Regions from separate parts of the Mus musculus genome. Here region 2 is linked to region 1. A link is a contact called in public promoter capture Hi-C data. All regions are on one chromosome and are shown on one strand. The core of a region is the stretch at or near the end of the contact, and the rest is flanking DNA. Distances in the headings are between cores, read along the strand shown.

Region 1 (4,679 bases), core at 896-3,395:
AGGTATGACTGATTCTCATCAAAATTGAAACGACCAGTAAAACAAGGAGAAAACCATGGTAATAAACCTGCTTTTGTCTTCCTCTTTCATGTCTGTGTCAGATCAAAACAGGAGACAGCCAGTCTCACCAGATGCTGTGGATCCAGTTCACAATGAGAAAAGGAAAAATGATGGTTTGTGAAGACAATCAGAGGAACAGAAGATTTAGATGTCTTCTATTTCCCGTGGAAATTAAACTTAGGGCTTGCTCTGTGTCTGCTATGCAGGAGCTTGTTGCACAGCACTAGCTTCTGAATCAAACAATATCCATCTTCATCTGCTTGTAAACAATCATTCTTTCATAGGAGGAGGTAGGGAGAGCCACTGGACCCTTACCAGCCTCTCATCCCAATCTCTCATCACAGCCAGCCTCATGCAGCTTTGTACTGATTGTGTGTGCCTTCATAGTTTCTGTGAGAGGTTAGAGGACTTAGGCTAGGGGAAAACAAGGAAAAGAAAACCCATGTATTGTTATGGTTAAGTCTTCAGCCAGGGAGGGTAAAAACTTTCCATTGTGGTTGCTTTGGGGCCACTTGTGCTCCAGGCAGTAGCCCTTCACCCATGCTCTGTAAGCTCAATAAGCTCATTGGTTCCCCAGGGGAGCTTGATGGGTCTGAAGTTTGGTTTGTTATTGGTACCTTAGAAAGAAGGAGATAGATTGTCTAGGCACCTGCCAGTTAAAAAAAAATTCTCACAACAAGGTCTTTCAGTAGCTTGAAGTCCACCATGAGTGCTGTTTGGGCCTGAGTGGCTTAATAACATATATAAAATTCTGTTCGATCAGACATGACCTTGGACCCTTGGTTGTGGGTGTCCAAATTAGCTGCTTGGTGCGCAGACTGGAAGAGGGGCCTCAGGAAGAGCTGGAGGTTTATTAAGGCTCTTGGGAGAAGACAAGAGTCTGAAAGATGACATCGTCATGGCTTCCAGGTCATTGAAGACCATGAGTTGAGAAAGCAACATCTAGAGACTAAGGGAAATGCTGAGTACTAAGAATATGACTTCCTACTAGGCTACTGTCAGTGGGAATTACAGGGAACGAAAGGGCACTGAGGCATCTGCCACAGTCTGCCAACTGTGCTGCCCTCTGTGAGTTGCCAGCTGCTTAAGACAATAAACAGACAATGGCTATCAGTGGATAAGATGAGTGAATTCCCACAGAATAGGAAAGATAGTTTACTTTGTCCTGAAACATAGGATAGCTCAAGTTTTCTAAATGATGTTTTTCATATTACATTTACAAATTATTATCTGACATTGTATCTTGAAGATAGTCAATGTGAGTTACGAAGCAATTAAACAATAGAGATTTATAATTTTCTATATTCATATGTCAGTTGCTATTTTTTCTCTAACGGGGGACCAGATTTGATTCACAACAGCTATATGGCAGCTCTCAAATATATGTATCTGTAATTCCAGGGAATCTGATATGCTTTTCTGACATCTGAGGACACGAGGTTCCTAAGTGTGCACAGACATACATGCAGACAAAATATCTATACAATTCAATTTTAAATTAAAATGAAAGATGTCAATTTAATGTACCAAGATACTAAATCTTTGCAGGAATACACATTATTTTCTCACTTTCCACTGTAGACTTTTTTTTTTTTATATAAATAGTCACTATCACTTTAAAAAGTGAGTGGGCAGGCACAACAACATATCAGACTAAAGAACATTTGATATAGTAGTCTTAGACTTCGGAGAGGGATAGGTTCTAAACCTAGGCTTTTTAGGTAAGTTTAGTGAAATCTCCGAGTTACTATCCTTTCCCCTGTTAATGGCGGTAACAGGAGGGATCACAGGGAGGACTAAATGAGATAATTCATAATTTTACTGTAAACGGGAGCCTGAAATAGAAAATGAGATAATTCATAATTTTACTGTAAACGGGAGCCTGAAATAGAAAGAACTTAATGCTACAATAACAACAGAACGTAGACCAACAACAAAATAACAATTTAGCATTAATTATAGATATAGTGGTGTCTCTGTTGAGCAAAAATGAGAGCTGGCTAAGGAACCAGATTAGTGTGCGGGAAAAACTACATTTCCCAGTAGGCTGTGGCCCAGGGGCTGTTTTCTCCTATTTCCGGGTATGTCACATGACTCTCAGGCTGCGCTATGGCGGAAGCAGAGGAGCAGGTAAACGCTGGCAGAACTAGTTCGGGGCAGCCGGGAGCTGGAGACCCGAGCGAGGGGTTCTGGGACGCGGAGTGCCAGGAACGTGGCAGCTCTGACCGGGCGAGTTGGGGTGGCCCTTCTCCGCGCGGATAGCGCCTTGCACACCCGCTCTGTCCGAGCCGGCCTTGCCTGGGCTCAGCCCTTCTGGTTTATGTTAAATGGGATTTTTTGAAAAAGGCAAGTTAAGAGTAGACTGCTATGCAAGGCTTTAAGGATTATTCCCGTTGCTGGCAAGACGTAGATGGAAACGTCCAGCTATAGCTGAGAAGTGGCATTGAGGTGCTGAGTACAAATTATTGCCTTTTTTTCATACAGACGTTCTGATATAGGGCGAAGGACAAAATTAAATGAAACTAACAAAATAGAAGACTCAGGCTAAAACTCGGAAGAGATTCCTTAAGTATATGTATATATGTGTATGTGTGTATATGCATATACATATATGTATACACACACACACATAGAAGCATATATATGTATGTATCATCTACCATATTTCCCCCTCATATATTAAATGCCCTGCTTGCCAGTTTCTGTGATGTTCCTTAAGACATGCATGGTGATGCTCTGTTTACTGTCCTAAGAGACATTTACTAGTGGACTTTTTACTGTTCACATCTGTGCTTTATTTTGAGTGTGCCAAAAGTTACGGAATTTGACAAGGAAAAATTTGGGTTTTGTCATTACGTTAACAAGAGCCTCTTTACTATCATTTGTGCAAACTGTCTTTTGCAGTGCAGGTCCGAGGCAAAAGAGTTTTCCTTCCCAGCAGACCTTGCTTAGTTTGACTACTGCAAGGTGGCTTTTCACATTGAGCATTTTCATTTCACGTTGAAATACAGTTGTGGTTTTGTAGTAAAACAAACATCCAAGTTAAGTTTTTAGATTAGACCCAGTGTGATAGAAATATGGAGTAGCCCTTGTATTCCCACTCATGCAGAAGAGGAATTTGCCAAGGCTGTCTGATGTTAAAATGTAGAAAATCAGGCAGATAACCTGATTCACAGTTGTGCAGTGCTTTCGAGCTTAAAAAGATCCTCACACATGGCATTTGGTCCTTCTAAAAGAATTCTGTGAGGTAAATATTTATTCTGATATGGAAGTCATATACAGCCTCCATGTCCTAAATCCTCTTGTCCCAAACTGTGGTAAAACAGTGCCCATATTGTAATCACCCTAAAGGGCCTTGAGTATCCACCCCTTCCTCGGTTCTGTGACTCTGTAAGCCACTCTGTCTCATGCTGCCTTTCTTGCTATTCTGTAACCAGTCCAGGCCTGTACCCACGCAGGACCTTTGCTCACACTGCCCCTTTTCATGATCTCTGACGTCTACAAGGCCTTCTCCCTTACTGTCCTCAGGCCTCTGGGATGGTGTGCTTTCCGATTGTGGCTCATTCTTTGAAACCACCTTCTGATGTTCGTCTACATAATACTTATGATCTTAAGCTTTTTATTTCTCCTTGTATATTCTCACTTCTGCTTGCCACATGATAAATATTTATTCATTACTGATGGCTGATATTGGGATATTGCTTAATACTTAATATATTAAATGATTGAATTTTACAGAGAAATGAATTGAAATGCAGTCAGTTTGAACTGTCTCATGCTTACATCTATAATGTTTTAGTGTCATGTCTCCAAAGCTCACATTTTCTTCACACTACCTTGTGTCTTAAAATATGCTGAAGAACCTGTCTAAATTTTATATATGAATATGTGTGTGTATATATGTGTGTGTGTGTGTGTATATATGTATGTATGTGTATATATATATATAAAAACTTTATGATGTGGAATAGCCCTTATCATCTTCATGGTTTTCCATTTAGCCCTTATTCCTGCTGTAGTGTTTTCACAGCTGATGTACTTTTAGGAAATGCATTCTTCTCCATTGCTATCAGGGCAGCCTTGAGAAAGACCAGTAGTCTACTGCCTGTTGCAGAAAGAAGCAGACATTCATAAATTGTTTTATGAATTCATAAAAATTGCTATGTCAAAATATAAATAAATAATATTCATATCATTAGTTTAAACATGAGTAGGTTTTTCTTTTTCTTTTTTTTTTTTTAAGTCTGGATTGGTGCTGCTAATATTTTGGCACCTTGAATATTATTTGAAAACCGTGACATCCTTTTTTCTTCTTACTGGGTATGTTAGGAGTTGGCATGTGTATTTAAATGAACTATCATGACAAATTACAGAGTGAGGCAAAACATTTTCTTGGTACCCTGTCCTGTAAGTGCAAAATTTCTCCCAAGATGAATAGCTCAAAATTAAGCCCATTGGCTTATCTTTCCTGACTGTTGTGTTCTTTGATGGTAGTCTCCACTTTAATGTTATGAATAGCCCAAATGGTGACATCTGCACTGAGTTAACATGCTATAAAAAGTTTCCACAGTTTAAAGCTAAAAATCACTGTTGGAGTAGAGATAAACAGATGTCTTTAA
Region 2 (4,679 bases), core at 1,599-4,098, 2.7 Mb after region 1:
AAATTAGCATTTATTAACTATGTACAACAATGGATTTCATGACACGTCACACACATATATTTTGATCAGTTGCCCCCCCATGATCCTTTTCCCAAACAATCTTCTTTCAACTGTCATGTTCGCATTTTAATAAATCTCTTTAGACATCTGTTGACCAAAATCAATAAAAGAAAAAAATTGATCCTATTTCTTTAAATATACCTAATAAAGGGGCTGAGGGGATGGCTCTGTGGCTAAGAAAATAGCCTGCTCTTTCAGAGAATCCCAGTGAGGCTCCCTGAAGCCCTGCTGGGCAGCTCACAACACCAGTAACTGCAGCACCAGGAGATCTGAGGACCGTCCTGGCTTCCAAGGACAACTGTACTCAAGTGCACGTACTTGGGCATACATAAATAATTTAAAAAACAAATCTCTTTTTAAAGGCCGTAAGAACTCTGATACAGGCCTATCACATAAATTAGTGGCGACTCAGTTCTACAATGTGATTAGATATATATACATATACACCGTGGTGGTTTAACCTGTCTTTGGAAGGAACTCCAGTGACCCTGCCATTTAAGGCAGAAGACTGAGCATTCTCTTCCCTTTCTTTTATACTGTATGTATATAATTAATCAAGTTCTCTTCAAAAATGTGCATGGATGTTTTGCCTGCACATATATCTGTGCATCACATGTGTGCCTGAAGAGAGCCAGAAGAGGGTGTAGATCTCTTGAATTTGGAGTTTCCAGTGGGTGTTGGGATTTGAATCTGAGTCTTCTAGAAGACCCGAAAGTGCTCTTAACTGCGGAGCCATCTCTCCAGCAACCTTGAGTTCTTCTGATTCTACGGCTTCATATCCCTCATGTCCACCCTTGTATTTTCTTGATGGCATGCTCTCTTACTCAGACGTCTCTTACTTCAACTCAGTGGTTCTCAATCTGTGGGTCGTGACCCCCTTGGCAAAGCTCTGTCTCCAAAAATATTTATATTACAATTCATAACAGCAGCAAAATTACAGGTATAGAATAGCAGTGAAAATAATTTTGTGGTTGGACCTCACAACACGAGGACCTGTATTAAAGGGGCGCCGCAGCATTAGGAAGGCTGAGAACCACTGCTTTAAATGCTGGTCTTCCCGACACGGACTACTTGCCACACTGCACCTGAGATCTTCCTACGGGGGAAATGAAGCATGTTGCACACAATGAGTTGCCATCACCATCAAGATCAAGTTTAACATTTAATATGGTCTAAATTTTCCTTATGCTTTAATGACCAAACTTACCACTGTTGTTTGTTCTTGGTTCCTTATATATCCCACTCTTACAGGGAAAACCCTTTAACCTTTTTCTTATTGATTAGTCACAGCTCATGTCACAGTCAACAAGCCAACAGAGCTGCTCCACCTGTGCGTCCCTTGCTTAGTCAATCTCCACAGACACCACACTAAGAACGACCTCACACTACAGACGAAACTTGAAGAGTTGAAGAATTTATGATTTTACACAGGTTTCCAAGCTGATCTTCAGGGGTTTGTTTTTTTTTTTTTTGGTTTTGCCCCCCCCCCCTCCAGACCCCTTCCCCCATACACACACAGGGTTTCTCTGTGTAGCTCTGTTTGTCCGACAATTTGCCCTGTAGATCAGGTTGGCCTTGAACTCAGAGATCTGACTGCTTCTGCCTTCCAAACCTGGGATTAAAGACGTGAACCACCAACGGTGGACTGAACTTACCTTTGGTCCTTTTTTAAATCTACAGACCCCCGAATTATGAATTTATTTTTTCCTTCTCTCTCTTGTGTGTGTACATCTGATCCAGAAGCAAAAGCTGTGGGATCCACCTGGCCACAACTACAACAGTCAGTCTTCACTTCCTGCCAGATTTCCTGCCAGTTTTCCTTTTCCCCAAGGCTCTCACTCCCTAGCCCACAATGGGCAATTCTCCCAAGTGCTAGGATTATAGAAATTAGTCACTATGCTCAGATGCAGGTTTTTAATTGCACCCAACTTTGGTTTGCAACCCATTCTTGATTTCATTTCTGCTCATCCTCTAATCTATGCACATTATGGGTGTCCAATTACAAGACCTGTCTGAGTATGTCCTTCTATCACCCAAGACCAAGTTCCTCACACAACCAAATGGCCACTTTGTTCACTTACTTATCCTCTGTGGCAATCTTATTCACTGCGCTCGAAATACCCTGGTGCCCTCGTTAATCCCTAAATAAGACAGACAAGCTCCAGCTTTAGGGCCTCTGTATTCGCTGTTCTCTCACGTATGCCTTTTAAAGCCGCCTCTGTCTACCCATCTATTTCGGATTATCTACTCAAATATTCTATTTACTTACAGTGGTAACTACTTAAACATGCAGAAGCCATGTGTGGCAGCTCCAGCTTATGAGCTCAGAGCTCGGAGATAGAAGGATAAACAGGAGTTCAAATTAAGAGTATACGCCGCCAAATGATGAGGCCAACACGGGCTTCACGAAACGCTCTTAAAACCAAACAACAACAAACAAAAAAAGGGGGAAAAATCCCTCACAACAAAATAAAGCAACAGAACCCAGGAGTGCTGGCAATCTCAGCCATCAGAAAGCTGAAGTAGGAGATACGCTGGAGCTTGCAGTCAGCTTGAGCTGCGCAACAGCAGGAAACCGCCTCACCAACTACGTCCTGAGCTCCCTCCCTCTCCCATGCCCCGCAGCTTCCGTCACGCACCAGCTTCTGGTCCTCCCAGCTCCGAGGTGTGGAGAGTTTCTGTGTATCAACCAGACCCTCCGCTCGAGAGTCCCAAGTTTGCGGGTTCTCTCTCCGCTGGAACCCGATCACCGTACGTCCCCCTCGCCCTGGTCGCAGGGTCAGTCACACGTCTCTCAAAATCTGCGTTCCAGCCCAGTAGTTTCCGGCTCCGCTCTAGGACGATGGGAGGACCAGGACTCAACTCGGTGGTGTCCTGACTGGGTCTAAGTTGAAAGATTTCATTTACATAAATCAGACCATTTCGTTTGACTGTTTTCACACAGAGATGTCATCTCTATCACTAGAATAACAAAGCTCGGGCTGTAATCACAGCCACCAGCAAACAGACACAGCAATTGAATCTTTAGGTTGGGCTTTAGGCAAAAGCTGGCATGATCATGTAGGTTGGATTCTAGAGAACCAAAGTTAATTATTAGTGCTCAAGTTTATTCTTCATTCCCCACCCTTTTGCCACCAAGTTCCAAAGACTCCTATCTGTGCCTTCTTTATTTGGTTGCCTGAGTGTAGGGTTTAGAATTTAGAATTCAATGATATTTGAAGAGAAGTGGGGTAAAGATATGCCGATTTTCTTTCTAAAGTTTCTATGTTATTGTTGTTGTTGCTGCTGCTGCTGCTGAAAAAAAAAGTGGAAAAAAAAAAGTGAAGTTCACTTTGTTATTTTAAGCTTATCTTGTTTGACTTCGAACGAAGGCACTCAACAGAGCTTAGTCTGGTTAATGTATAGTGGTGTCAGTTATATGCTTTGCAGTCTGCTAAGCCAATGGTGTGTAAAGCTAACTCAGAACAAACATGTCAGAACAAACACAGCTTTAAGATGTTTTGTGTGCAGATTAACTCAGAGCAAACAAATCATCTGTTTAAGTCCTTCCTATAGTGTCTAACACAAAGTCCCCTACCACCCTTCCCTCCCCTATAATCCCCCTTGTTAGCCATTTACTTTGATAAATAGGCCACAGTTTGAGGTTCACCTCCAATCATTTGAGTGAGAACTCACATTAGGACTCCATCCTTTCCATGTTGACTGAAAAGACTTTTGCAAGCCCCAAATTCCCATGGTAGGAGCAGATGTCAAATCCCCTTTTAAAGGTTCCAAACCCATAACTATTTCTGGGTCCATTCAAAATTTCATAAAGGGGCTTAGCCATAGAGTCAAAAATTGGGACCAAATTCTACAGTAGCCTGTCATACCCAGGAATATGTTAAATTGCCTGAGAATTGCAAATTTTTGTTCCCCGTTTGTCTAACTGTTAGTCACTGCTTTCCAAGCAGACTCTTCTTTCCAGGCTAGAGGAGGAAACCCAGTAATTCCTCAGCCCGCTGACAGATTTGGGCCCTGCAGGCTAACAGTCCTGGTAAATGGTTTAAAGTCTCCTAGTTCCCAGTTACCTGCAAGTCTTTGACATCCTACTGCAACATGTCACCTTTCAATAGTTGGGCTTTTAAATCTTAACCCAGAGAGATGGTCCAGATGTTAAGAGCCCTTGCTGCTCTTCTAGAGAACCCAGTTCACAGCGGTTAGGCTCTCGGCTTATAATATCCTACAACTCCAGCTATAGGGCATCCAGGGGTTCTTCTGACCTTGTGCAGCAGCAGCAGCAACAACAACAACAACACACACACACACGTACACACACACACTTTAGAAAGAAAATTGGCACATCTTGGTCCTTCTTCTCTCCAAAGATAATTGAATTCTACATTCTAAGCCCCATCCTCAGGCCATCCAATCCTGCAAAGTCCTAGCATCTGTATAATTTAGAGTTGTAAACTGTTAAGTCTGATTCCAGCCATTCAAAGATGGAAAGGATCCTCCAATACTAGTAATAAAAACCGGAGGAATTCCAGGGAATGTGATTCGTCAGACTGTACTGGCTGAGAAGAGCAGAGTATACAACTAGCAAAATATCAAGATTTGCCTGCAGGTCTTATATAAATGCA

Evidence for each region. Promoter capture Hi-C pulls out the DNA fragments that hold promoters and counts their contacts.
Region 2: a contact with region 1 is called in a promoter capture Hi-C map of cranial neural crest. The contact joins the promoter of Zscan26 here to the promoter of Vps41 in region 1. A contact is called at or near these places in 3 of 39 promoter capture datasets (cranial neural crest, liver and pre-B cells).

The regions. Positions count from the first base shown.
Region 1 is chr13:18,715,147-18,719,825 of GRCm38.p6, forward strand. Vps41 (VPS41 HOPS complex subunit) reads left to right here and starts at 2,146. Exons shown (of 29, transcript NM_172120.4): 1 at 2,146-2,190. The coding sequence starts at 2,170.
Region 2 is chr13:21,450,879-21,455,557 of GRCm38.p6, forward strand. Zscan26 (zinc finger and SCAN domain containing 26) reads right to left here and starts at 2,849. Exons shown (of 6, transcript NM_001347491.1): 1 at 2,700-2,849.